Regions from separate parts of the Mus musculus genome. Here all the other regions are linked to region 2. A link is a contact called in public HiChIP or PLAC-seq and promoter capture Hi-C data. All regions are on one chromosome and are shown on one strand. The core of a region is the stretch at or near the end of the contact, and the rest is flanking DNA. Distances in the headings are between cores, read along the strand shown.

Region 1 (5,284 bases), core at 1,613-4,112, 180 kb after region 2:
CACGACCACCGCTGATTCCTTACAGAGTGAAATGAAGACTTCCTCACCATTGCCCCCAGCAGTAGCATAAAACTAAACAGCTGGTGTGATCAAAGATCATCCAGTGGAAAGAGATTAGAACAGAGCACTGTGGGTAACTCGTCGCCCAATACAACTCGGGCTTCCACCCTGGCCCATAAAATAGCAGCTTTGCATATTGCAGACGCCAGGAACCTTTTCTGGAATCTTTTCGGGAAGAAAGGGGATGAGCCGTTTCTCCTCTTCCTCCTCCTCCTCTTCTCCCTCCTCCTCTCCCTCCTCCTCCTCCTCACCACCACCACCACCATCATCATCTGTCAAGGGACTGCTGCTCAGTTGCGACGCCAAAGTAGGAAGGAAACATGCAGGGAACAGCCTCTGCTTCTGGGTCTGTTTCAAAACCCCTGTCACTCAGAACGGCTTGGCGGTGAGTGTGTCAGGACAAACACGTTCTCTACTCCAACATGCAAGAAAAGACATGTGTGAAAGAGACCCAGAACCTGTCATGGTCCAGTGCAGCCAGTGATCACATGAGCTTATTCCTCTCAGCAGCAAGGAATGAGGGAACCCATTTAGCCCGGTTCCATGTTGCAACTTCTGATTGAGTTTATTAGTAATTAAGTTGAGATATTGATTTTCTATCTTCCAGTTCAGGGGTGGGGGTGGGGTGGGGGGAAGGAACATTATTTATTGCTCCTTACAGGAATCCGGTCTGTTCCGGTTTGATGTGTTGGTTCTTTACCAGATCCTCTCGTGTGGCAGGCACGTGATCTCTGCGTACAGGAAGCAGAAAGTGTCATAGATCTCCCCATCAATATTGGCAGATTGGCAAACGCCCCGCAGCCAGCTTTCTGAGAAGAGAGCACGCTCTCATCTATAGCATTTGCTTACTTCTGCCCTGGGAATGTGTCTTCCTCGGCTGGTTGCCAACCGTCCTCGGGGAAGACCCACAGTTCAGGGCGAACAAGGAGCACGTAGCTATTTCTCACAGGGTACACCTCGCTGCTAACAATGGTTCCTGAAAAATAAGTCTAAATATCAACGTGTGCTTTTGTCTGTTTTGTTCTGTTGTAAAGAGTTAACAGAGGCTGAGAATCCATTAAAAAAATATACATTTATTTTTTTCTTCATTGTGAAGACAGGGGAGACCAAGACTGGAGCCGGCAGTATCAGGTAAGAACTTTCTCATGGCCTCTCCCCATGGCGGAAGGCAGACGGGGTAAGAGAAGACAAAACCACAAACAAGAAAACATACCGCTCACCCTTTTATAGCGACAATTGTCCTTTATTAGGGTAGAGGAGCCTGGGTCATAGCTCAGTGGCCCCAGGGTTTGACCTCTAGTACTATATAAACAAATAACAAAAAGCCCTTTTTACTATTAATAGGGAGACACCCTGTAAAATTTTAATAAAATCCAAGTCTTCTTAATATTAATTAGGTGGACACCACGCAAAAAATAATAATAAAATCCATTTTTCCTTTCCTAGCTCCTGGAAAGAAGACTCCACGACTAATTAGTTATTATTAAATTCCTAGGCCGTAAGTTTTGACTCATTCTCTGAGTAGCTTGTGACTTAGTTAACCATTTAAACTATTCTATGTCTACCAGTTGGTTAGTTACCTCTCTTTCAGTCCCAGCCCCCTTCTTTCTTCACGTGTCTCCCTGAGTTCATCTAATCTGCTGGTTTAGACCCCTCTCTGTGGTCTGTCTCCATGGTCTCTTGACTCTCTCTTTTATACACTCACTATTTCCCAGAATCCTCTCTCTTCCTGCCAGTGCCCCACCTCCTATTTGTTTGTTTGTTTGTTTGTTTGTTTGTTGGTCTTTTTGTGTTTTTCTTTTTTTTTTTTTTATTGACAGGTGATGCTTACAAGAGATCCTTTCTCTACAACACTCAGTGAAACAAACACTTCCTGTTTGGCTCGTTTCTCACCTCTGCTGCACTGGGGAAGTTTCGAACACTTGAATTTTGGTGACTACATTCCAATTCTGCAACACGCATTAAGAGGCTACCGTGTTATCTCTATTGAAATTATCGAGTGCATTCAGCACCAACTCGGCCGTCTGCTGAAGTCTCACCCGTACCACCTTGCAGTTCAAACCGTGCCTTCCTTTCCTACGAGCTTTCTTCTCACTGTCTCAGGTTCTTAAAACTGCAGACCTTCGGGCTGATACAGCAGCAAAACTGCCCAAGGACTGTGCCCAGCAGCCAGACAGATAATGCTAACAACACCAATTAAAATCAGAGATGCAGCAGGGCGGTGGTGGGGTGCACCATTAATCCCAGCACTCGGGATGCAGAGGCAGGTGGATCTCTTGAGTTTGAGACCAGCCTGGTCTACAGAGTGAGTTCCAGGACAGCCTGGGCTACACGGAGAAACCCTGTGTTGAAAAACCAAACCAACCAAACGAACAACAAGCAGAACATAGAAAGACAGCTACTGCTCTGCTCTAAGTCAGAGAGGGGGTGGAGGGTAGCGTGCCGGGAAGAGCGGCCTTGCAAGTAAGGCAGAGCTGGGCATGAGTCCCCACCCTGATGTTTGCCATCTGTGCTACCCTGCAGATGAGAAGGCCGCAGCAGGCCTGTCACCCAACACCCACCTCTTGCTGAGGAAAGTCTGGGAAGAAAGAAGGGGAAAGAGCCTACTCAAACCTCCTTGAAAGCCGGGGATGGCAGATCTCCAGGCAAACATGCTAACAAAGGCATAGAGGAGAGAGGTCCTTATCTAAGGAATGCTTCCAGCAAGGGCAACTTGATTGACAGGCTATTGAAAGCTGGGCTGTGTTGGAATGTCTCCCTAAACAATGTCTTGTACCCATGTGACTAAGCGAGCATACGTGGGATGAGTCGCGGAAGAAAAAGCAGCTTTAGGGCCAGAACTAATCAGAACACTGCAAGAAGTCAGCTGGGGATCTATACTGGTCCCTCTGTGCCAGTCAGGTTGAGGTAATGACAACAGCCTCCTCCTCCCCCTCCTCCTCCACTCCCTCCTCTTCCTCCTCCTCCCCCTCCTCCTCCACTCCCTCCTCTTCCATCTCCCCCTCCTCTTCCCCCCAATAATAATAATAATAATAATAATAATAATAAATCTACCTTTTTAACCAGAAGAACAAGCAGAGGAGGCAGGAGAATCACCCAACATGTAGCAGCATAGTAAATGCTAAATGCAACATGTAGCAGCATAGTAAATGCTAAATGCAACATGTAGCAGCATAGTAAATGCTAAATGCAACATGTAGCAGCACAGTAAATGCTAAATGCAACATGTAGCAGCATAGTAAATGCTAAATGCAACATGTAGCAGCAGTAAATGCTAAATGCAGCTTCTACTTCTGCCGTCACTGATGGGACCACTGCATGATGCGCAGAGCCTCCAGGGCTCACTGACGTCATTTACCTCCAGAGAGATCAATGACACAAGTGGGTGCTGCTTTGTATCACCCACTCTTCTGTATCACTTTGTAGCCCCAGCAGGCCTTGAACTCACAGAGCTTGCCTGTCTCTGCCTCGGGCATACTTCAATCAAAGGCGTGTGCCAGCACACTTGGTATAAGTGGTATATATCAACTCTTTTGCGACACCCGACCTCCTGAAGTTATAAATATACTCATCAGAGTGTCAGTGATAGTTATTTTTCCTTCCCTAAAGAAAAGAGTCCTAAAACATACCAAATTTAAAATTCCTTTTAAAATAACCCCTACAGTCTTCATAGTTCAAACTTAAACGGACCCTATTTTTCACCAGATGTGGTCAGAACCCGTACTCCCAGCACGTGGGAGGCTAGAACGGGAAGACTAGCCTAAGCAGAGACCCCCGCCTCAAGAAAGGAAAGCCTTTTTTCCCCCCTAAGCATTTGTTCAACAGGCATTGATGGTGTCCTACATGCAAGGCCGTGAGCATACACATGTGAACTAAATAACACAGCTCTGCCCTTTCCCTTGGGGCTTACAGGCTAGCGGAGAAACAGCCTTTAGACAAGTAGCGCCCAAACAAACGTGCCAATACGATGCCCATGTTGTGCTGAGGTGAGAAACCAGAATGTAAGGGAGCGGACATGTTGGGAGCTCAGAGAGAGAGCGGCCCTTACTCTGGGATACTCAGGGCAGGTGGTGTGGCAGGGATGAGGATAAGGGACCCTCGGGGCAGGTGGTGAGGGCAGGGGTGAGGATAAGGGACACCTGGGGCAGGTGGTGTGGCAGGGGCGAGGAGAGGAAGAACGTTTTTTTAAAAAATCATTTATTTATTTATTTATTTATTTATTTATTTATTTATTTATTTACACTCCAGATTTTATTCCCCTCCCAGTCCACCCTCTGACTGTTCCACATCCCATACCTCCTCCCTGGCCCCCTGTCTCCACGTGGATGTCCCTACTCCCCTTCCTCCACCCCACAAGACCTCTAAACTCCCTGGGGCCTCCAGGCTCTTGAGGGTTAGGTGCATCGTGTCTGAACCCAGACCCGACAGTTGTCTGCTGTATGGGTGTTGGTCACATCAGCTGATAGGAGAAGAAGAGCTTCGAGAGAAATGGAACAGTAGTGATCTTTTAAGGGTCCCCAGTTAATCCAGTGAGTCTGGGTGGCGTCGACCATGGGGATCAGGTCTGGGGATGTTGGCCATGAGGTCGTCTCTTTCTCCCGCCCCTTTGTGCCTTGTTCTCGTCCTGTCTTCCACCTGCCTTTCTCAGGGTTTCTTTGAGCGCTCTTCTGTTTGCCTCTCTGTTCCTTCTGTGGACAACATAACCTGTCCATGGCCTAACATCCCGTCTGTATGCTGGACACTTTTACAACCTCACAAGCTGCAGAGCAGAATGTCCACCCAGTATGTAAGCTTCTGCTTCCGTGAAGACACAAACATGACAGAGATTAGGGCAATGGGAGGCTCTCTCTCTCTTCATCTGTCTCTTTCTCCAGTTTGCTTCCTCTGCCAAGCTCCTGTGTCCCAGCAAGTGGTCACCCATCACTGGTTTCCCATGCCAGAGACCTGTGAATACATTCCCCTCTAGAATCTATTCATCTTTTATAAATACCTTTCTGTCTCTCCATCTCTGATGCTACCGTCCTAGCTTAAGACTTTTAAAAAATTAATCTGTGTGTGTCTCTGCATATGTATGTTCTCGTGAACATAGGTGCCCTCTGAGGCTTGGATCCCCTGGAGCTGAAGTTATAGGCCATCATGAACCCCCTAACATAGATACCTGGAACTGAACTTGGGACCTCTACAAGAGCAGAGCTCACTCTTCAATACTGCGCCATCTCTCTAG
Region 2 (5,926 bases), core at 3,392-5,891:
AAAACGCCGCATGAGAGGCAGAGGCAGGCGGATTTCTGAGCCAGCCTGGTCTACAAAGTGAGTTCCAGGACAGCCAGGGCTATACAGAGAAACCCTGTCTCGAAAAACCAAAAAAGAAAAAAGAAAAAAAAAGAAAAGTCGCATGAAGAACATTGTAACTATAGGAGTGATTTAATGGAAAATGGGTTGTAGTTGAAAACAGTAAGTAGTGCATCTTGGCAAAAGCACAGAGTATGAAAGGAGAATACTGAGTATCTATTGATTATCGATTGATAAGTAGTAAACTATACCTGGCCATGGTGATTTAAAACAATGAAGAGTTATCACTTGTTTCTATGAGTCAAGAATCCTAGCTAGGCTTACCGGAGTCCTGTGATGAAGGTTTCTCCTGCAGACAAAATCACCTCAAAAATCAACAGAGCAGGAGCTGCCCGCATACGCCTGGGACCCAGGAATGTTGGAAGAAGGCTTCAGATCCCCTGCATGATGGGCTTGTGCATGGTTGTGAGCCACCATGAGGATGCTGAGAATCAAACCTAGGTCTTCTGAATGAGCAAGTGCTCTTAAGCACTGAGCCATCTCTGCAGCTTCCATGAAAGTCGGTGTCCTTTAGTAACCAAGTTAGAGGTGAGGAGGTTGGAGGTATGGCTCAGCACTGAAGATCGTGTGTTGTTCCTTCAGAACACTAGAGTTTCTCAGCACCCTTGTCAGCAGCCCACAATCGTCACTAACCCTAGCTCCAAGGGATTCCATCCCTCTGGCTCCTGTGAGAGTGTGTGCGCACACACACACACACACACACAGAGAGAGAGAGAGAGAGAGAGAGAGAGAGAGAGAGAGAGAGAGAGAGAGGGAGAGAGAATTAGTATTTCTTATTTTTTTCAAACAAGAAGTGATGTGCTATTTTTGCTGAGGAGAGCCACATCACTAGGCCCAGTCTGAAGGATTTCCAAAAGATAGAAGACCAGAAAGTAAGAGTCACTGGGTCCATCACTAACAGGGTGGAACTACAGGCCAAATCAGGGTGACTACAGATGCCTAACTCAGAATGTAGCTTGCTGAAATGGAAGACAGAGGGAACAAACTGCAGGCGAAGCACTGAATAAACAAACTTTGAGGGTCACTCTTAACTCTAGCTGTTTAACAGGCTGGGAAGGTTAGCTAATTATAGCCTAGTAATGTGGCTCTCCTTAGTAAAACAAAACTTTATTTTATTAGGCAACAATGGTCAGATAATTCTATAGATGGCAGCTATCCACGCTCACTAAAAACTCCCAACAACCACGCTGGATGGTGGTGGCACACGCTTTTAATCCCAGCTGGGGAGGCTGAGGCAGGCAGATCTCTGAGTTCAAGTTCAGCCAGGTCTACAGATTGATTTCCAGGACAGCTGTGCTAAACACATGGAAACCGTGGCTGCGGGTTGGGGTGGTGAACAAAAATCAAAACCGAACAAAACAACAAAACAAAACAAAAAACAAAAAAAAAATCACCCCACAAAACTTTCCATCATCTATTCGGACAATGCACGTTAAAAAAAAAAAAAATCCAGAGCTACTGTGAGGCTACCTTTCTCTTAAGGAATAGGCTACCAGATTGTTTTCAGACTTCTTGGGTCCCAGCAAGAAATACATTTTACATCACAAAAACAGGTGTGGTAGCAAATTCCGAGGTCCGGGGTTCCAGCTGTCATCCAAACTCCAGGTGTTAAGGAAAGGGGGCAGGGAAAAGGAAAATGGATCCCGGGTTCCAGTCCAGCCCAGGCATGTTTTCGAAATTCTGGTTCAAAAATAGCCCCCTGCAAGTACATTTTACATCACAACCCCAAACGCAGCCTATTTAGTCGACACACAAGCTTCACAGCAAAGTGCTTAGTACTGCTAAGGGTGGGACGCTGCTTTCTCCCCCTTATATCCTACTCATTAAAGAAGAATGTTAAGCTGGTAGGTGCCCACTGAGTCTCAACCACATGATCTCTCTTTTGCAGTTTGAAAAATGCAGACACGTCAGCTTTGCCACATTTGGGGATACAGTTGTGTCTCCTGCCTTCTAGACACAGGACAACAGCAATAACCCAGTGGAGGTCTCAGTGGGAAAACTCTTGTGTTAGAATTTTTTTAAAAAGATTTATTTTTAGGTGTATTGGAGTTTTGCCTGTGTGTACGTCTGTGCACCGGGTGTGTGCTGTGGCCACGGCCACAGAAGACAGAAGACGGCTTTCGATTCACCCCCCACCCCCCAGATGGAGTTAAATATGGCAGTGTTAGAGTTCCAGTGTATAAATCGCTACACAAACCAGGCCGCTTTAGAAGGACGTGCCATTAATAGAGTAAGTGTGTCTGGGATAGAGTTGTGTCTCCCTGTTCACCAGGTTAGGGCACAGTAGTGAGCTGCCATGTTGCTGCTGAGAACTGAACCTGAGGCCTCTGGAAGAGCAGCCAGCGCTCTTACCCACTGAGTCATCTCTCCAGGCCTAGTAACGCGCATTTTCGATTCACTACTGGGAAGAATCAAAGTGGTGATAGAAAAATCACCTTTTTGCTTTGCATTGTTATTGTCACGTACTATTCAGTTTCTGACCATCCGGAAATTCAGATAAAGATTACAAGCCTCCAAATCTATTCCTCTCCCCTCCCCTCTCCCTTTCCCTCCCCTCTCCCCTCTCCCTCTCCTCTCCCTCTCCCTCCCCTCTCCCTCCCTCTCCCCTCTCCCTCTCCCTCTCCCTCTCCCTCTCCCTCTCCCTCTCCCTCTCCCTCTCCCTCTCCCTCTCCCTCTCCCTCTCCCTCTCCCTCTCCCTCTCCCTCTCCCTCCTCTCCTCTCCTCTCCCTTCCCCTCAGTCCTTCTCTCCCTCCCCACCTCTCTCCTTAACTATCCTGCAGTATGAACCATGGAAAAAGTCCAAAGGACAATAGGTCTAATTGTATTCCAAATTGCAGCCATAACCAATAACCTACAGAACTTCCTGAATACCTCTAACAGGGCAAGAGATTTACCTAGAATGAAAAAGTGGTTTAAGATCTTTTGAGTTTTATCAGTTGAAACCTGATAGAAAGGAATTTCCCAGGATTCCTGAGTCCACCACCAAGCGTTTCCTGACAGGAGTTTATCCGATGTTACTAGGGTGTGCAGTTGGGAGGGGGGCGGGGTAAGGTAATCAAGACTTTTTTAGCTACGATTATATGTCAGATTCCTAACCTCCCCTCTGAGGAGAGTTCGGTCTCCATGGGGAGACTGTCGATACAAGACTACAAACAAATTCGAACAATCTGAGGACTGTGCAAGACAGCACAGGTTTATGAAGTCCGGACACCACATGGTTTAGAAAACAGAACTGCAAAAGTAGGACTGAGGAGGGGAGCATTAATTATAGGCAAGCCGAAAAAAGGCGTTCCTGGCTCCTTAGGTCTAGAGTGACCACCGCCCTTGAGAGGGGCGAGGGGACGTGCAGCATTCATTCTAAGGCTATTGTTTAAGTATGGCTGACCGGACCAGAGGTTTAGGATGAAGAACACAGTGTGTAAAGGGGAAATAGGGTCCTGCCCTGTCAATCATGAACACTGACACGGGCTGAAGGTACCCCAAGACTTTCGTGCCACGGAAATAGGCAGTGTTGCAGATTTCCTCAGGAAAACATTGAAGGCAAAAAAGTGTGATCACACCCAACCCTTTCCTCTATGCCCAGCCCAATCTCTCCCACGTCCCCCAAAGGAAGAGAGCACCAGGTCAAACTCGTTTGTTTATTCTTTCATTCAACCAGCATTTCGCTCTCCTCGGGGGTCTTTGTTCAACCGAAAGGGAAGGGCCCTCGCCATTCCGGCAGCACCGAATATTCTCGTCTAGGGGTCCCCCTGAGCCGCCCGGCTCTGCAAGACCAAAAGCACCACCGAGGGATCTGGGCTGTAGAGAAAGCTCCAGGCCTACATTCCAACGAGGGCGCTCTCGCTGGAAGCCCGGGGAGACGCTAGCACCAGGGGTGGGGTGGTAGCAGGAGGGAAAGTGTCCACCAAGAGGGAACAGGGCGCCCCTGGGCGGCCTCGGAAGAACCCAGCCCGAGGTTCTTTTATTAAAGGTGTGTCTGGCTTGCTGGTCAAACGCAAACCCTCCCTAGTACGCTGTGGCACGTGCAACCCAAAAGTCTATGCCGACACGCAACTGCGAGCCGCCTCTCATTCACCACCAGGCTAGCACTGGAGAGTGAAAGCACATCTAGGTGGAAAGATCGAGAACACAAACCGGCCCTCTGGGCAGCGTGGCAGCGCCCGCCCAAGTTCTGCGGGAGAAAAAAAAAAAAAAAAACCCTTCACGTAAATCAAATCTTAAGTCACGGGCTGGGAATGGTTATGGGGGGGGGGGCTGGGAGGGTAGGGTACTGCACACTCGCCGGCTGCGTCCCCGAAACGCAGCGTTGGAGACCGGGCTGGGAGGGAATCTAAGGGATCCGGCTCCGTAATTACAGCAGCCGCGGGTGGCGGCCACCCACGGGGCTGCAGTGCCCCGAGCCGCGGGGAAGCGGGGTGCGGCTGGCCCCCCGATTCGGGGTGCGGGGCAACCGGGAGGGAGGCGGAGCCCAGGTGCTGTTGATACACAAAGGCGAACGCCCGCGCCCCGCCCACTGACGCGGCGCCCCGCCGCTATAACTCGCGCTCGGGAAGCTGCTCCACACCGCGCCACGCCGTCGCCCGCGCCGCTACCCCTCAATCTCCGCCGGAGGATCGTGATCGCCATTCCCCGCTCTTTTTTTTCATTTTTCTTTAATAATTAAAGAGGAAAAAAAAATCCACCTCTTCTGCCTGTTGTTGGATTACGGGGAAATTTTAAAAATTTTTTATTAAAAAAAATAAAAGAAAAGGACTCCGTCACTGTTACATTTTTTCCCTCGTTTTACAATTCTGGTGTGTGACCGAGACAGCCCACGGGAGACGCTGCCGTGAGGTGGGCCAGCTCGCAGGGAGAGCACCGAGGTGAGGCGGGGGAGGGGCGGCGGCGGGGACGCGGGCGGCGCCGGCGGCGGGAGCGGGGGCTTGCGGCCACCCGGCCACAGCCTCCCGTTAGGGGGAAGGGGGAATCGCGCACGGGCCGCTCGGCTGCTTGCAATCGGGTCTTGTGCCTCGAAAATAATCGTCCGGTCCGGGCGTGGGGCAAGGCGAACCGCGCGAGGGCTTGACAATCAATCGCCCCTCGGTATTGCATCAGTTCCTCCCGGGGTAGAGGAGGGGCGGGTGACCGGGTACCCGGGGCAGTCCCCGGCTTGCCGGAGGCTAGGCTCGGCGTGCGCCCTGTAAACAAGCCCCGGCTGGGGCAGGGGGACCGGGCTCAGCGCCGGGGCGGCTGGAGGGGCGCCTCGGCGGGCGCATCTTTGTTCTCGCGGCCCCGCCGTCGGTACTTTTCCGCCCCTCGCCGCGCCCCCGCCCCTCGCTCGCCTGGTACTTTTCCACTCGCCTGGCGGGGGATGAATCAGCCGCGCTGCGCCGCTCGGCGGCGTCACGTGGTACGGGGGGGGGGCGGGCGGGCGCGCGCCGCAGTCCTGACGCGCCGCCTTCTACCTTCGCAGGCAGCCTCGAGGGCCAGTGCGCCGCCAAGGACAAAAGGAAGCCCGCGCCGCGAGCGAGCCGCACACCGTCCGTCCCTCCCGAGCAGCATGAAGAAGACCGAAATGGGAAGGTTCAACATCTCCCCGGATGAGGACAGCAGCAGTTACAGCTCCAACAGTGACTTCAACTACTCATACCCCACCAAGCAGGCTGCTCTGAAAAGGTGGGAAAAAGAAATGTGCTTTGCAAATTAAAAAAAAAAAGCCAGCTTGCACACACGGGTGCCTCGGGGCTGGAGGGATTGCTCATCGGTTACAGGCTAACGCGCACACCCAGGAACCAGAAGGCTCACCCGAAGCCTCGGTCTCCCCTGGCTCACAGCCCCGGAGAGAGTA
Region 3 (5,706 bases), core at 1,404-3,903, 180 kb before region 2:
TCTGTGTCCTCAGTTTAATGCTGAATATATCCTGAAGAAAAAAAAAGCAACTAAAATTTGTATATATTTATCTGGTATTTTTGTAAACAAGACAAGAGTCTGAGAGTCGCCAGAGAACTTTCAAGGCAGTACAGAAATAGTTGTGAATGTGGAAGCAGCCCACAAACACTATTTAGTTTGTGGGGATGTTACCTCAGGCGCACAGCTAGACAAAGGCAGAGTTAGATCCGTGCCAGATGTGGCTGGACCTAGTTCTGCTGGACCATATTTTAATTCGGTTTTGTTTTTTGTGTTTTTTTGTTTGTTTGCTTGTTTTGTTTTGTTTTCATGGGCTGGTTTCCAAAAGGAAATTGTTTACTGCAAATAATAAAAAATAAATAGAGTTCTCTCTACAGTTTATAAGATGTGGGAGAATAGATTGCCCCAGCCTTTACAAAGCCCTTTCTGTTTTGAAGGGCAGATAGACCCCGATGACACACCTTTCACGTAGCCCGTGGAACCCCCACATTTGAGCAGAACAGAGTAGCAACAAGCCGTTGACTCTCCAGACGGCTTGAAAAGTCTTTACAGTGTGATGGGGGGCAGGGGGGGGGCGGGACTAGTGTGTGCTGATTGAGAACTGGGAGAAGATTTGAAAATGTATTTCTGCAAGCAAAATATGCAGCTGTATGCTGAATATGTGTGTGCCTCTGGAGACGGCTGTAATAGCACACAACTGTGTACACGTACTCACCATGGCTGTGACATACCGGTTACAATGGCTCTAGTGGTAAGCTTTATTTTCCCACAACTGTGTCACTATCAACAACAACAACAACAGCAAGAGAAAACTGTAGGAAAGTTTCAAATCAGCACTACGAGGCCTGAACTTGTAAATTTGACACACTCGGGAAGGAACCTCAGTTGAAGAGCTGCCTCCATCCCCTTGGCCTGTCGGCATGTTTGTGGGGGCATTTTCTTGATGGCAAATTATGGAAGAGAGCCTAGCCCACTGTGGGCAACACCATCCCTAGACAGATGAGACTGGGCTGTATAGGAAAAGAATCTAAGCATGAACCTGGGTGGAAGGCAGTAAGCAGCATCCCTCCATAGTCTCTCTCTGCAAAGGTTCCTGCTTGAATTTACCCAGTGACGGAATGTGCAGTGGAAGTGTGAGACGATCAAACCCTTTCCTCGCCCAAGTCGCGTCTGGTCATGGTGTTTATCACAGCCACAGAAAGCAAATGAGGGCAAGCACATGCAAGCTCATTCACCGTGTTCTATCTGTTCTTGCTATGAGCCTGTCCGTACTTCCAGAGACACCAACAGGCCAGACAGGAAGGCTGGCTGGCCTGGTCTTCTAGTCTCAGTGCCAACACCCAGATCAGTACCATCTCTGCTTGATATCACGTGGACACTTCAAACACCAGTTGCACAACTGAATGATTGTCCTACCGTGTCTGCTTTTCCTCTCCTATGCAGACATGGCCACCACAGTCCCAAAGACGGCATGGCTTCTCTTAGTTACACAGTCCCAAAGACGGCATGGCTTCTCCTCTGTTCGGCAATGACATGAGTATTATATCACGTTCCTGGTCAAAATACTGATATGGGAGCCAGGGAGATAGCTCAGCAGGTAAAGGCACTTGCTAAGAGGCGTGACGACACAATTTCTATTTCTAAGACCCATATAGTAGAAGACTGGCCTTCACAAGTGGCCTTCACATGCGTAAATTCATATGCAGTAAACAAGTATTAACAAAAAGCAACAAAATACAATATTGAATTGGGAAAGCCAATATTTTAATGCAGCTATAGTCCAAATTGTAGTAGGATTTTTTAGGTAATTTAATGATCTGTTTCTAATATTTTTGAAATATTAATAGCACAAAGTGGATATTTTTTGCTATTAATATTAATACTTTGGTCTTGCTTCACTCACAGTTTATTTATTTCGATCCAAATCAGCATAGAGTACCTGACGTGGACCCAGAGATTGACAGATTGAAATAAGGAATGCAGCCAGGTAGATAAACAAACCATTTATGTCAGTCTTTGCCTTGTCTCCTCTCCAGTCATCGCCTGCTCGTCCCCCTCAAACATAGATGAGGTATTTCTTGGGCACTTGAAACTCTTCAAGAGTAAATAGAGAAGCCGAGCGTCATGGCATGCACCTGTAATTCCGGCATCTCAGAGGCTGACTCAGGAGGACTGTGAGTTATAGGCTAGCTTGGCCTATACAGTAAGATAATATCTAAAGAAAAAAAGAACAGAATTTTTGTCTTTGGGGGTCATTCAATGTTGTTTTTTCATGTGTAAGCTCCCAAGTGGCCTAAACTGTAAAATGTTCACCAAATACCTTTTGCTTTTATTTCATCTATGTTTTGCTATAAGTTATTTTTAATTTAATAAACCTCCATGTCAGAACATATAGTTGTCAGCAAACCAAAAGGAGCTGTGAAGAGGCTGTGACTGGGCTTGTCTGCCTTGCTCCTTAGGGCTATTTAGATTCAGGGACAAGGTCAGCTTCCTTCCACAAAGCCCAGTTCAGGCAGCAGCCAGTGTTTCTTGAATAAATGATCTTTAAGCTGTTCAACAACTGCACCCACAGAGAGAAGGTTCCAGAAGGGCAGGCACCAGAGGCGTGCCACAGGCTTCCCTTTGCCCTGCTTTCTACACCGGTTTTCACCAGTGATTCAGTGAATTTGCTTACGTCACCCTCGAGATTTTGTGAATGGTGACAGTCTGGAAGAAATAAATAATGAGCTTGCAGGCACACAAGGATGAATGAATGCTCTCAGAGCCTGATGCCAGAAGAGGAAAGGGAAGAGGAGGAGGAAACAGACTTTATGAAGGTGAATTTTCGTACAGATTAACATGAAAAGCAGAAATCCAGGCTGGAGAGATGGCTCAGCGGTTAAGAGCACTGACTGCTCTTCTGAAGATCTGGAGTTCAAATCCCAGCGACCACATGGTGGCTCACAACCATCCGTAATGAGATCCGACACCCTCTTCTGGTGCATCTGGAGACAGCTATGATGTACTTATGTGTAATAATAAATCAATCTTTGGGCTGGAGCGATCAGGGACTGAGCGAGCGGGTTCGACCAGAGAGAGCAGAGGTCCTAAAAACTCAACTCCCAACAACCACATGGAGGTGGCCCACAATCATCTGTACATCTATAGTGTACTCATATACATAAAATAAAATAAATAAATCTTTAAAAAAAAAGAAAAGCATGAATCCACCCCATTCCCCCACCCCCACCCCTATCTCACACACAGCTCTGCTGGGTAAAGGTGGACAAGCATAGGACAGAGGCAGACTTCTGAGAACAAAGTTTAGAAACCCAACAGCAGGATGTCCATGTCTACAAAGTTACACCATTACAAATTTAGTAACAATTGCTTGGATTAAGACTGCTTAATATGTGACTCCCATTCTGGATTTCCATGAAACCTGTTGGGCTGTGTCATCTTCTCCTTGAGGGGAATATATATCGTGTGCCATCGAACAGTGAGCTCTATGAATCATGAGAAAATGAAATCTTGCCTAAGCTTCACAGAAGCATGTAAGGACTCGACCGGGGGTAGAACCGGCCTGGAACTTGGCAGTCAGTCTTCCCCATGACTAGGAGACTGGCATAGTTGTGGCTAAATGCCGATCAGTAGTCAAGCGCTTCTCCTGTTTGTATACTCCAAGTGTCTTCTAGAAGATTCTCGAATGCTAAGACATACCATACAGGGATTGTTCCAACAAATAACTTCTCCTTGAGCACTTCCCTCAACACCACTGTCAGTTCCCTGCATGTAGGTCAGAAACAGCACAGGAGGCTTCCCGGTGACAAGGACCCGGACAGTCTGCCTCCCTTTGTCTTTCTGCCTTCAGTTTTTCTCTTCCTTTATGTGCGTTATTCCTCTCTATCAATGCCAGGGCATCCACTGAAGCAATGTAAACAAATTAAACCTCAGACTCATTAGAAAACAAGTTGGAGCAGTCGGCCAATGGTATGGACTTTACAATATACCGTGGCTATTATTCATAAGCGATGACAAGCCCAAAAATGTGGCCTCTTTAAACACGTAGGTACCAGTCTACAAGCCTCACACTGCCATACTGCTTCCTGAAGAGATTTCCACACACACGCCCCCCTCTGCTGCATGGCAGATGCTAGAGAGGCAGCCTACAATTATGCCTCAGTAAATTAAATTCATGCGCATGAAATGGTTTCGAAACCATCGCCAGATTCCAGAGATCTGTTTGCTATACTTGACACAAAGTTGACCAGCTTCAACTTGACTTTAAAAAAAAAAATCCAAGTGCAGGCTCACTGACTGGTGTGTTTATATCACAAAATGCCAGCAGCCTCGTGTGCCACAAATAATTAACGTTTGGACAGAAAGCGCAGTGCTAGAGAATAAAAATTTCCACTCCTACTTTCTCCCTTAATAAGGAAGCACATTTTCAAGCTTCTTAAATACAACAGAGTGTCAGCTGGCCTCGACTTTCTCCTTGGTTCAACCATCCTTCCATGGCTTTCCTGAGAACCCAAGCCTCCAACAAGCCGCTGGCCATTCGGAGTAGACGAGACAGGGAGAGCTGTCGAGAGAGGAGGTGGTACATTCCACAAACAACCTCAGCTCTGTAAGAGTTTCTCTACTCGCTCATCTTAGGCCGACCCTGTCCCACCCAGAGGATGAAACCATTCCCATAATTTTTGATCCAAAACCAAAAGGAAGTCCACAGAGAATGAGTACTTACGGCCGACTTCCCCAAAGGCGCAGGGCTTGTGCCCATCAGAAACACCTCTGTTAAATGTTAAGCTTGCTTGATCTTCAGATTCCTTCGGCCACTCGACACCCAGGCGTCTCAGGAGCCTTCACATTGATGTTCTCCTAGCTCTTCATCTCCTCCCCACACTTGTGACTTCCCTTCTTCTACCCTTTCTTTCCTGTCTTCCCAACTCAGATTCACCTCCCAGCAAGTCCAGCAACCAGCAAGCGCTGGGGCTGCCTAGTGCAGTCAGATCAGCATGGTCATCAGGAGAAGAGAGTGCATCTATCTCCCACCAGCAAGATTCACCTCTCTTAGGAGCCAGTTACAGCTGGTGTGGGTCGTGTCCCCCGTCTACAATGGAGCCGTTCTTGACAGCACAGTCTGGTGCAGGATTTGCGCATATAGGGAAGTGGTCACTGATGTCTCATGCCGTTGACTGTTTAGAATGTAAGATTCAAATGTCTCCATAAGCAAGGCAACTTCACAACCCAAGTGGCTCTCTCTCCACGGCCTTGTTTGTTCGATACCGAGAGAGGACTGTTGCATAAACAACCACAAAATCTTACCTATCCAGTTAAGTTCTGTCCAGTCTTCTCTGTACAGTGCGCCAGGTTGGCACAGCTATCTGGAGCTATCGGATATGCTATGGAGCTTGTCAGCAAACCAGCGGCCATCCTACTATGAGGGACTTGTAAGAACTGAGAAAAACAACCTTTAATGCCAACTTCCAAGAGAGTTGTTAGTAAATAAATGCTATCCTACTTGCTTCTCTGCCCGTGTGTTGGCTTTCTGCAGAGGTTCATGGCATTGATTTGCTTATACATTTTGTGCCTACAAGCTGATTTTATAATTTGTAGTCCTGTAGTAAATTCTGTCTACAGAGAGCCTCCCGGGTTTTGAACATGGCTTGTCTTACAGATACTGGTATCTGATTCTCAAACATGACGTGA
Region 4 (5,426 bases), core at 1,635-4,134, 130 kb after region 2:
AAACCAAACTGGTATTGGCATAAAAACAATGGCCACCATGGACAGCACAAATGGTACCAGAAAGGTGTTCTTTAGAACCTTACGAGGAAAATAAAGTTTTCTCAAATTCACGGTAGGGAAAGGAGGGATAGTTTAGAGAAACATTATCCTAGATCATTATAACAACACATCTAAAGAGAACTCAAAGACTTTGAGCAACACACACACACACACACACACACACACATAAAATACAAGCTGTATACTTGAGACAGGATGTAAAATCATGTCTTGCTGTTTGCATTTATTTATTTAAGACAGGGTCTCTGTAGCCCAGGCTGGCCTGTAATTCACTACGTAGACCAGGCTGACCTCAGACTCATAGCAATCCTCTTACATCAGCCTCCCGAGTGCTGGGATCAGGGTCATGAGCCGCCATTCCCAACTTTAACTCATTTAATAACTAAGGAACAGGAAGTTTAAAGATGATTTACAGTGTTGGACATGGCAGTACCCACGAGAATGAGGCAGGGGGAGAGCTGTCTAGACTACATGGAGAGTTGGAGGCTAAGCCTTGGACTATGTTGTAAGAACTTGAAGCATTAAATATTTACAAGGCTCTGGGTTCAATATTTTAGCACAGAGCCTCCATGGGAGGCTCAAAGAAGAATTCAAGAGCTGACACGGAAGCAACTGATGTAAGACTGTCCTTCTTAAGGAGGTCAAGGCTATTAATGTCTCAACCAGAATTCATTTCCTTATCTCTGGGCAATAACAGTTTCTGTCTCTCATCAGTTTGCTACAAGTTACAGGATTGTAAAACAGCTCAAAGACAAAAATAAATTGCATAAATAAATAAAGGTAGGGCACAAAAGCAACTTGTAGGATATACAGAATAGCATCATCGAGAAGGGATGCACACTTTGTTCGCTGAAATCTTGCCCAGTACTTTTTTTTAAACCTCTTTCAAAGTCAGAAGTCCTGACACAATCAAAGTCTCGTAGATTATTGGAGGTAATAAAATGGCGGTTCTCCGTATGGTCGGCCTGTGTATCTGGGTAGGTGTGGTTTGATGTTAGGTGACCCTAAAGGCTTCCTTTTCAGTCTAGAATTGTGCAGTGCTAAGTAGCTACTGGTGCAATAGAACGTAGCTTTAAAAGTTCTTTTTTTTTTTTTTTTTTTTTTGACTAGGAAGCAAACCTAAGAAATGTTGCATTCGCCTGTCCTGTCTATGTATTTAAGAGAATTCCTTCCTACTTGAATGTCCCTATGGCTGACGTTCCTTGTCTAAGAGGAAGTGCCTTTGTTAGCCTAAACAAGATTAGTGACCTGCCTTTGGAACTAGGGCACAGGTTACAGGCCTGTAAGGTTGGCTCTAGGCCAGTTTTCTTGGGCGAGCTTTGCAGGCGTTAGCTCCTTACTGTCATTACTGTCATTACTGTCAAATGGCCAGCAGTCTCCAGCATGATCTTTCGAGGCAGGCCAGGGCAACATTGCCTTGCCAAAGTAGAGGGACTCAGTCACAGTGTTCAGAGAGGACAGAGAAGTTTAATTCTGTTTTGTTGAGGAAACTCTACTGCACTGCCGTACACTGACAGCTTGAGAAGAAGGACCCATGGCTTCCTTATATAGCCATGAAATGGGGCATTAAAATCCTGTCAGCTCAGGGAAGCTTTTCTTCTCAGGTCATCCTGCCCTCTGGGATTCTGTTCTGCTGGACCTTGGGTTGTCACTTGGTGTACATAAAACTGTTGCTCCTGGATTGAAAACAGTCCCGGGCATGCTTGCTGCTGCACTGGTGCAGCCTGGGATGTGTCTAGGGGAGGTCAGCTCAGAAGCCTGTGCCCAAGTGTCTGCTCTCGGAGTGTCAGTAGTCAGTAGTTTAAGGTCCTTGGCACACCGTCCCTCTCTGTGAGATTCTGGGCAAGGCCGTGCTGTGAGGAGCCCATTATTAGCCTGTGGTCTGTAACAGCCGTGGGCAAGCTTCAGGGAGCAGAGGCCTGTGATGAAGAGACTATACCTGGGTGGCTACTTTAGTAGCTCATGACTATCTTTTTTTTTTTTCTTTTTTTGTTTTTGCTTTTTCAGACAGGGTTTCTCTGTGTAGTCCTGGCTGTCCTGGAACTCACTCTGTAGACCAGGCTGGCCTCAAACTCAGAGATCCACCTGCCTCTGCCTCCCAAGTGCTGGGATTAAAGGTGTGCACCACCACTGCCTGCTATGGCTATTATTTTATCCACCTGCCATAGGTCTTTTTAAAATAAATTTGCAAGGCTGTGTAGTGTTCCACTGGAAGGTCACCGAAAAACTGCCAGTGCCCATGCCTTCCCCCTATTTTAGTGTCTTCAAGGCTTTTCTACAAAGTGTGCATCTCCAACTCATCTGTAGAGAAGGAGAGTCTTTCTTGGTCCAAAATAGAGCTGCCTCACACAGTTCTGTGGCTGAAAAGTTCAGGGTCTGCTAGGGAGGGACTGAGGAATGCTGGGAGAACCTGGAAGCCAAGTCTACTTTGGTATGTTAAATATTCACCTCAGCTGTTTGTCCCGGGTCTGAATCCCAACAAAGGTGAGGACCCCAAGGCTCCATGAAAGGCCAGACACCTCCGGAGACTCCCATCCCCCTCGGAGCTGTTTGCTGTGCCAATGAGGAAATTACTTTTACTTTCTCGACATCTTGCACCACCGCCACCGTCTGTCTTTCCCGGATGTTGGTTTCTCTGTCTGTCCCATGCAGCAAGCTCGTGGCTCCCCTACAGGCGCACCAGCATCCCCAGGTACAGCTCCTCTGGGCTTTGAGAAGAACCTTACTCAAGGTTGGGATACCCGACTGAACATCTCAAAGCAGCACTCAGAAGGGAGCATGCCCATCTGCCGGTCCCCTCTCCGACCACAAGGAGCACTTCCGGAAGCCTCAGTCAGCCCCGCCTCCTCCAGGAGCAGGGAACAGTCAGCCCCGCCCCCTCCAGGAGCAGGGAACAGTGCACTTGCCCTCCTAGGAGAAGCTTCCTCCTTGAACTTATTCCATGCAGAACCGGGGAATGGTATTGTCACTCCTAACCAAACCTAACCCTGGGATTAGAACCCAACGAACCAAACATCTTGAGGAGGAACGGTGGCAAATAGCGGATTCTCTGCTTGCCATTGCTGGCTGTTCTTTCCCCTGTACCTGCTGGACTATGCTCCTGGGAAAGGCCCACGGGGAAGGTCACACCTCCCCCATGCCTGCGCCCATTGACTGTGCCTCCTGCACTTCCATGGTGTTGGGCTTGCAACTGAAGCCATGCAAAACCAGCTACTTGTACCATGTTTTTACGTGCGACAGCTTTTAAAATGGACTAGTGATGCAGTCCTCTTTGGTCCCGAGGCACACTTCTCTTTCCTGCCTGCGTTTGGCCTCTATGTGGAGATAGGGAGTGAGTAAAGGAAGTCTCTGAGCAGAAAGTGGCAGACATCAGTCCTTTTATGGTTAGTGAACTCATTTAACAGGCAGTACATTCAGTGGGAGTGAGTCCGCAGTGTTCTCCCATAGTTACTTTAAAGCTGTGCAGAAAGGGAAGTGGGAATCTTTACTGGTCATTGTCTGATGCTTCTTTTCCCACCTCAAACATCATCCCAGTCTCAGGGTTTTGTTGCTGTGACAAAACAACATCACCAAAAAAAGCAGGTTCAGGAGGAAAGGGTTTGTTCAGCATACACTTCCACATTGCTGCTCATCACCAAAGGAAGTCAGGACAGGAACTCAAGCAGGGCAGAAACCTGGAGGCAGGAGCTGATGCAGAGGCCATGGAGGGGTGCTGCTTACTGGCTTGCTTGCTCCTCATGGCTTGCTCAGCTTGCATTCTTCTAGAACCCAGGACCACCAGCCCAGGGATGGGCCCTCCCCTGCCTGCCTTGATCATTCATTGAGAACATGCCTTACAGCTTGAGCTCATGGAGGTATTTCCTCAACTGAAGATCCTTTCTCTGTGCAAACTCTAGGTTGTATCAAGTTGACACACAAAACCAGTTAGCATATCCCCTTAACTGCCTCTGGCCTAGTCTTTATGGACAGGGACCTTTGGAAGTCAGTGGATATTGCTGTGCAGGTATCCAATAGTGCCCTTGGAATGTCTACTTCTTGAGCCATGGACTCTTCTATCTTAATGGTCCTTGGGACCGTGGCCATTTTCCCCTCCCAATCACAGTTCTGCCATTGATGGCTTTAGGATGCTCCTCATTGAGGAGTCACCCACTCTGTGACAGATAAGCCTTTATAAACCTCACATAGCAAAGCAAGTGTGTTGAAGAATGACTACATCAAAAATATCTTTGATGCAAGCACAGCTACAGAACACAGAAGGGTGTCATGGCCATAAGAAAGACTAAAGGAGGAACCAGGAGATGGCAGGAGCTGAGCCATGGGGAGGTGTGGACTAGGGGTGGGGTAGGCTTTCTCTGTCTTCCCTCTTCTGGTTGCTGAAGTTGCAAATCACCTGCCTTCTCAAACACTGGGAAGACTTGGTCCTTCAGATACTGTGATGGTTTGTATATGCTTGGCCCAGGGAGTGGCACTATTAGGAGGTGTGGCCTAGTTGGAGTAGGTGTGTCACTGTGGATGTGAGCTTTAAGACCCTCACCCTAGCTGCCTGGAAGCCAGTATTTCCCTAGCAGCCTTCAGATGAAGATGTAGAACTCTCAGCTCCTCCTGCACCATGCCTGCCTAGATGCTGCCATGTTCCCACATTGATGATAATGGGCTGAACCTCTGAACCTGTAAGCCAGCCCCAATTAAATGCCGTCCTTATAAGAGTTGCCTTGGTCATGGCATCTGTTCACAGCAGTAAACCGTAACTAAGACAGACACTCAAACAAAACCCCGGATTTTCTTTTGTCAGGAGGCATAATCGCAATACCCCATGGGTGACGGGGGGAAAAGCCTGCCTCCAGAGAAGCCTCAATTGTAATACTGCCCCTCAGCTGGATCGATTCTGCAAAACAGAGAGAAATGGTCTGAGGTTCCCTGTGGTCAACTTTCCTCACTGTTAGGAAAAGTATCAGCTCAGGATGCCCAAGACCAAGTTCTCAACACAACGAAGACTTATTTACTTCAGAGGGACAAAGGACAGGGGAGAAGGGACAAAGGCAGGAGATAGAGGATGAGGAAGAAGGGGAAGGGAAAGAGGGAGAGGGGACAGAACTGTTTGTCCTGGAGCGAGACAAAGGACAGCCTCTGGATAGAGAGGAGACAGATGTGGACCATAGGAAAATGGCGGTTTATAAAGGCAAAGGGGAAAGACAGTGTTAGGATGAGGTGTTTAATTTTAATTGGACATATGAATTAAGTGAGCCAAAGGAGCTTTTTAAAAATGATTTATGAGCCAGCATGGTGGCACATGTTTTTAATCCCAGCACTCTGGAGGCAGAGGTAGGCAGATTTCTGAGTTCGAGGCCAGCCTGGTCTACAAAGTG
Region 5 (5,835 bases), core at 2,942-5,441, 160 kb before region 2:
AATCACTGTGAACTCCAGAAGGTGGGGTAGCCACCATCACTGTGACCCTCAGAAGCTCTGTTCACCTCACACCACAATGAGCATAGGAATAGGCACAGGAGGAAAACAGGCCTGACAGAGCACTCAGTGAGCCTCAACATGGCTTTCCCTGACCATTCAGATCTTGGGAAGGCTTGTGGCTATCCACAGTTCATCCACCAAACAGAGAGAAGATGGAGAATCTCCCATGGGTGGACAGCCACAACACACCCACCAAACAGAGAAGGTGGTGAAATGCCCCGATTTGTGTGTCCTTAGTCACCAACTAACAAGCCAAACATAGAGAGGATCAGCAAACGTGGTTTACTGAGATGACAGACAAACTTTCAGAGGTAATCCTTACATGCCTACTTGTGTACGTAGTATTTTAAAGCAACAACTGGTTTGGGGCCACACGATATCCAGACTATGCGCATTGCTTTTGTGTGACTCCAACAGTGGACCTAGCGAATATTTCAGGAAGGTATGATCTTGTTCTAATTGTGGGAATGACCGAGCTGATCGAATTACCCACAGCGTGCCTTGCATTACACCAAATGAAATGATTCTAAGAAGGAGCTTTGATTTGATGATTAAAAAATTGCCAGCCTTTCCTGTAGGCCTTGGAAGAAATGGAAAGTGTAATCAACAACGAAGGACAAACGAGGGCAATGGAAAGGAGCTTACCCTCTAATACACGGATGCTGTAGGTATCAGTTCGCCTTAATTACCACTGCTTGGCTTGACAAACAATAATCAACTCCAAGAAAAGTAGCTATAATTCTATAAAAAAGCTTTGAACAGAAATACTTGGATTTTTAGATTATTCTTCTTGTAGGTAGACTTACTGGATCCCAAAATTGCATCATGTTTGCTAGAGTTTTGAATAAACACATTCCTCAATTATAAAGGATTTGGGGTGGGCACTGTGGCACGCACCTCTAATCCCAGCACTTAGGAGGTGGGGCCAAAACTACGTACGCAAGTAGGCATGATCTGGAGTTCAAGTCTATCCTGGTGTATGTCACCCTGGGGTTGATCACCTCATTGGCTGTGCCCTAGTCCCTAAAAATATTAACTACAACTTAGACACTTCTGTCTGCAGGAAAAGGGGTGATGCCCTTTCTAAGAATGAGTGAGAAGGTTAGTCAAGGGGACTCAACATGTTCTTGAGACAGAAATTCTTGCCATTTTTGTGAGAACCAACTTCTGAGGACTCTGGAGAGTGATGGAGAGAGAATTCAGTCAGTCAACCAACAGTGGTACACACACGCATGGGATGGTCCACTCCACGTACAGTCCACTTGTCTTGATGGGCCATGCCCATTCATTCTTGACATCCTCCTGCCTTGCATTCTACCTACCACCCCTCCACACACACAAGCATATGTCAATGAACACAATAACAAAGACAGTAATCTATCCACTCAATGCTAGCACACCTTCAAAGATGCTCAGATCTCGGTGGAAGATCCGTCATTAACCTAGATCTTCCATGTGGGGCAACAAACAGATAGATGTCAGGTCAGAGATCAGAACTCAGGCTCAGGATCTGGCTTCTCTACCTTCCTCTGGCTGGTCTAAATTATAACAAAGGATAAAGAATAAACTTATGAATTAGCTGGGCAGTGGTGGTGCACGCCTTTAATCCCAGCACTCGGGAGGCAGAGGCAGGCAGATTTCTAAGTTCGGGGCCAGCCTGGTCTACAAAGTGAGTTCCAGGACAGCCAGGGCTATACAGAGAAGCCCTGTCTCAAAAAAACAAAAAACAAGAAAAAAAAAAACCCAAAAACAAACAAACAAACAAAACCCTTATGAATTAAGTTTCTATCTGCCTAAAACTTACTAAGTCATCTGAACTGATTTTCCAACAATATTCCATAATGGTTAACCCCATGTAGTCTGTACTTCTTTTCCCTTCTCCCTGATAACAGAAATTTCATCCGTTCCTTGTCCTGTGCACAAGACCAGACCCAAGACAGGGACTCTTTGTGGACAAATGACTAGTGACGGTTTGCACGCGCCTCTTCTTTGGAATAAGAGGTTACATTTTGTAAAGGAAAGGATGAATTTTTGATGTAGCTCCTTGGGCTTCAAAATATATAATATATATAAGAAAGCTAAATCCAGAGGGAAAGTCACTTAGGGCCTCAAAAATCCTGCCAAGGCTCCATACCCACTCACAGGTGATGACTGGGAGAGGCTATGTTTACAGATTGGCATAAACATACAGAGGAAAGGCATGTGCAAAGCACTCTGCAGACTGCCACAGACGTAACACAGGCTTGAAAATTCCCCAATCCTAATCCATGCTGTGCGCTCTTTTAAAAAATTGTTTGTCCCTCTCCTGTTCAACAGTGAATTTCTTTGAGTGAGACACTGTGTGTCTGCTTCCTAATATTATCTAGTTGCTCAGAGTAGGCACATGCCTTAGACATTGTTTCTCCTTTTTCTCTAGAGTGGATGTGATCTTCAGTCTGATGACCTTGTCCAATGGACACAGCCGTGGTCAATCTTCCCTCCCTGTCTCTGCTGTAATCACTCAGGCCCATATCGTGTTTTCCCTTAAAATAGCATTAAAGCCTTTTAACTCTGCTCTTATCTCCTCCTTCGATCCCTACCATCCAGCAGGTTCCCCATTGATGTGGATTTTCTAAAACAGAAATATGCCCCTGTGCTGCCCTAAATAGTTTCAATAGTTTCTTCAGGGGCTGAACCATTACTTTCTGAACCTTATCCAGCTCCTTTAGCACAGTGTTCAGGGCTTAGCACCACAGTCTCACCAGTCCCTCCCAGCTTTCATTCACTTTCTCCTTCCAGAACAATCCACCTTGAAAGCTGCCCTCCTGCGTGTGTATCATTGCCCATAGTACTCCCACATATCCCATAGTGCTCCCACTTTGTCTATAGTACTCCCATACTTCCCATAGTGCTCTCACAAGTCCCATAGTGCTTCCACATTGCTCATAGTGCTCTCACATTGCTCATAGTGCTCCCATACTGCCCATAGTGCACCCACGTTGTTCATAGTGCTTATACACACACACACACACACACACACACACACACACACACACACACACACACACACACATGCTTCTAATCCAAATGAAGACCCATGTGTCCTGGGTGAACTTGACAGGCCATGTGAGAAACCACTCCCATCTTCACCATTTATTGGGGAGTCTAACCATGGCTCGTTCTTTGGTCTCTTCAGCCATCACACTGCTGATTCTGTAGACTATCTTGGCTCTACTCTGTTAAAATAAGGTGAGCCACTCACAGGTATGAGCTGGAGGAAGTTTCCCATTTGTAATAATCTTGAAACTGTGAACGCATGTTAACAGTAGCGGCCCAATATTAAGTAGTAGACAACAGAAGTCACATTTTATGGGTTTTAAAAGTACATCATTCAAGCCAGATAAGGTGGGTCAACTCTGTGATTCCAGAACTCAAATGGTTGAGACAGAGGGATTGCCAAAAGTTCTAAGCCAGCCTGTGCTATGTACTGAGTTCTTACCAGCCTGGGCTAAGACTGAAGCCATGTTTCAAAAATAAATAAAAAATCAAAGTACAACCGCAGAAGTTCATCATTCATGTGCTGGGAGAAAGTCAGACAGAGAAGGATAGAACTATCCTTGGGCCACATGCCTAAGAGGCAGAGTCAGAAATCTAAGCTGTCGGGAGCCAGCACTCCTCACCTGCCATTCCAATGGGTAACTGCTATCTAGAAGCCTTAGATGCTGGGAAATATTTGGAGTAACATACCAGCTTGTTTCAAAGGCCTTTCTATGCTACACCAGCAGCAACCCCAATAGAGGGACGAGGTAGGTAAGTATGTTGGTAGATTCCAGTTAAACCAAACAGCATTCAAGGCAGGATAAAGTGATGCCTAACACTGAGGTAAATGAGGTAGGAGAGGGAGGTGTAGCTGGCGACGAGGACCCCTTCTGTGACAAGGGGATATTTGAGACCATTTGCTCCTTACCAGGGTCTTAGTGCTTAGCTCCCAGGATCACTCTGCTGCTCCCATTAGAATTTCCATTCTATTAATAATGTTGACCTAAGTCCCAGCACCTGTTAGGACGTTATCTCACAGTCAAAGTAAAAGAGTCTGGCTTACCCCTCCCACCGGCTTCATTTCTGCAACATTGTTGCCTTTAAATGTTTGTTTTTCCTTGTCTGCCTGTTACCCTTGACCTGGTTGGATTGCTAGAGGGGATCTGCCCCAGCACTCCCTGTTCAGAGTCTCAGCCACAGAAATGGCGAAGGTGAGAGCAAAAACAGAAAAAAATAGCTCCTGGATTTAACAGCACCCTCCCTTCCTTCCTTCTTTTGAGGACAAAGGAATCTTTAGTCAAAATGTGTCTTTAGGGCTTGGTTGTCAAACATATTTGTAAAACTACAACTAAATGTATGTATCAAGTCCAGGTTTTTAGTGAAATTGAACCTTCTCATTTGCCCTGTTGGAGAATTCCTTTAGAAATGCCTTCCTTAAATCCCAGTTAGAGTGGGTTTAACACAAGTTCACGCTGTTGGGGCTGGAGAGATAGTTCAGTGGTTAAGAGAACTGGCTGTTCTTCCAAAGAACTTGGGTTCAAGTCTCAGCACCCACATGGCAGCTCACAGCTGTCAGTAACTCCAGGGGATCCGACATCCTCACACAGACATACATGCAAGCAAAACACCAATGTGCATAAAGTAAAATCAAGTTCACATTGTTATTAGCCTTATGTTGGTGAGATGTTCAAATGGGCTAATAATAACCTGAAAGCTTTTGGCCTGAATGTAGAAAAATAACATGTGTACACAAAGAAACCAAAAACTGCTCCGTGTCTGACTTCCCTTGTCTTAATAGGTTTTCCTGGCTTTCTGAGGCTTTGAATTATATCATAAGACCTAAATGTACGCCTGTAATCCCATCACACTAGAGGCAGAAACATGAGGATTATGAGTTTAAGGCCATCCTTGCCTACACAGCAAGTTCAAGGCCAGCCTTGTAACCACACAAGACCCAGTCTTAAAAAAAAAAAAAAAGAGCCAACTGAACATCTTAGACCTGTGCTCAGTGTAGACACAGCATTTACGCAGCCCCGTCCCACTCCACAGCGAAGGGAGCAGTGTGTGCTTACATGTGGTACAGTCACAGTGGTGATCTGCTCTCCTTACCCATGAGTCTCTGCACGCCTCCCTCCAGCGCAGCAGCTTCAGGATGTCTAGAGTCATCTGTCAATCACCAAAGTCTAGTCAGGCCCTTTTCTGGGTCAGAACTGCCCCCATGAGTGAGGGTGAGGGTCTATCAGTGACACCATTGAGCATTACCCCCTATGACCCCTCACACCCTACCCACAAGCTCCTCCTTAGGACTGTGCCCTTTGCCCAGGCTACCCCCTTCCGTGACTACTTCTCCCACTGTCCTCTAGGCAAATATCTCTATTTGCTCTTTAATTACAACTCGAACATCCACCATCTTGGCTCTGTTACCCCTCCACAGCACCCCCTTCACCTGGAATTGCACCACTCTCTGCCTGCTGTAACTGTGGCATTTTTACACAACACTGAGCTATCCGTTGGCATAGCCTCAGCACCCCATACTCTGGAGTCCTAGAGACCATGACTGTTTCTGTTTCATATGTGGTGGTTTGAATGAGAATGACTCATAGATTCAAATGCTTGGTCCCAGGTAGTGGCACTATTTGAAAGGATTAGGAGGTGTGGCCTTGTTGGAGGAAGTGTGTCATTGGAGGTGGGCTTTGAAGTTTCAGAAGTCCGTGCCAAACCCAAAGTCTCTCTGCTTGTGGATCAGAATGTAGCTCT

What was found. Promoter capture Hi-C pulls out the DNA fragments that hold promoters and counts their contacts. HiChIP or PLAC-seq counts read pairs in DNA pulled down with a chosen protein or histone mark.
Region 1: an H3K27ac HiChIP or PLAC-seq map of extraembryonic endoderm stem cells shows a contact between it and region 2. The contact joins the enhancer-like site here to the promoter of Slc38a2 in region 2. A contact is called at or near these places in 3 of 39 promoter capture datasets (the C10 cell line, embryonic stem cells and pre-B cells), 2 of 484 Hi-C or Micro-C datasets (bone marrow-derived macrophages and rod photoreceptor), 22 of 115 datasets of contacts at active chromatin or transcription factors (the 230-238 cell line, the SCID.adh cell line, Th17 cells and 15 more) and 2 of 9 other capture datasets (embryonic stem cells and liver).
Region 3: a promoter capture Hi-C map of liver shows a contact between it and region 2. The contact joins the enhancer-like site here to the promoter of Slc38a2 in region 2. A contact is called at or near these places in 8 of 39 promoter capture datasets (the 3T3-L1 cell line, 3T3-L1-derived adipocytes, cranial neural crest and 3 more), 1 of 15 datasets of contacts at CTCF or cohesin (the NIH/3T3 cell line), 12 of 484 Hi-C or Micro-C datasets (the 3T3-L1 cell line, 3T3-L1-derived adipocytes, the C2C12 cell line and 6 more), 13 of 115 datasets of contacts at active chromatin or transcription factors (CD8 T cells, the NIH/3T3 cell line, bone marrow-derived macrophages and 9 more) and 3 of 9 other capture datasets (adipose tissue, liver and pancreatic islet).
Region 4: an H3K27ac HiChIP or PLAC-seq map of microglia shows a contact between it and region 2, with 5 times the contacts expected there. The contact joins the enhancer-like site here to the promoter of Slc38a2 in region 2. A contact is called at or near these places in 1 of 39 promoter capture datasets (liver), 1 of 15 datasets of contacts at CTCF or cohesin (CD8 T cells), 9 of 484 Hi-C or Micro-C datasets (Th2 cells, bone marrow-derived macrophages, cortical neurons and 5 more), 21 of 115 datasets of contacts at active chromatin or transcription factors (the 230-238 cell line, the SCID.adh cell line, acute myeloid leukemia and 14 more) and 3 of 9 other capture datasets (adipose tissue, liver and pancreatic islet).
Region 5: a promoter capture Hi-C map of liver shows a contact between it and region 2. The contact joins the enhancer-like site here to the promoter of Slc38a2 in region 2. A contact is called at or near these places in 3 of 39 promoter capture datasets (the HPC-7 cell line and liver), 2 of 15 datasets of contacts at CTCF or cohesin (the NIH/3T3 cell line and pro-B cells), 16 of 484 Hi-C or Micro-C datasets (adipose-derived mesenchymal stem cells, cortical neurons, embryonic fibroblasts and 8 more), 14 of 115 datasets of contacts at active chromatin or transcription factors (CD8 T cells, bone marrow-derived macrophages, craniofacial prominence and 9 more) and 3 of 9 other capture datasets (adipose tissue, liver and pancreatic islet).

The regions. Positions count from the first base shown.
Region 1 is chr15:96,521,904-96,527,187 of GRCm38.p6, reverse strand. No RefSeq gene overlaps it. Among named protein-coding and RNA genes, the nearest start is that of Gm32406, 17 kb to the right of the region's middle. Within about 2 kb of position 2,862, at least 65 of the 459 cell types and tissues checked have an H3K27ac peak or open chromatin away from gene starts, as enhancers often do. A contact at or near this core is called in craniofacial prominence, extraembryonic endoderm stem cells, forebrain and 2 more, where this site is marked.
Region 2 is chr15:96,698,443-96,704,368 of GRCm38.p6, reverse strand. It overlaps Slc38a2 (solute carrier family 38, member 2), which reads left to right and starts at 4,641. Exons shown (of 16, transcript NM_175121.4): 1 at 4,641-4,961; 2 at 5,552-5,754. The coding sequence starts at 5,639.
Region 3 is chr15:96,875,933-96,881,638 of GRCm38.p6, reverse strand. No RefSeq gene overlaps it. Among named protein-coding and RNA genes, the nearest start is that of Gm32677, 40 kb to the right of the region's middle. Within about 2 kb of position 2,653, at least 21 of the 459 cell types and tissues checked have an H3K27ac peak or open chromatin away from gene starts, as enhancers often do. A contact at or near this core is called in epidermal suprabasal cells and liver, where this site is marked.
Region 4 is chr15:96,564,414-96,569,839 of GRCm38.p6, reverse strand. No RefSeq gene overlaps it. Among named protein-coding and RNA genes, the nearest start is that of Gm32457, 15 kb to the left of the region's middle. Within about 2 kb of position 2,884, at least 85 of the 459 cell types and tissues checked have an H3K27ac peak or open chromatin away from gene starts, as enhancers often do. A contact at or near this core is called in CD8 T cells, Th2 cells, acute myeloid leukemia and 7 more, where this site is marked.
Region 5 is chr15:96,856,292-96,862,126 of GRCm38.p6, reverse strand. No RefSeq gene overlaps it. Among named protein-coding and RNA genes, the nearest start is that of Gm32677, 21 kb to the right of the region's middle. Within about 2 kb of position 4,191, at least 10 of the 459 cell types and tissues checked have an H3K27ac peak or open chromatin away from gene starts, as enhancers often do. A contact at or near this core is called in liver, where this site is marked.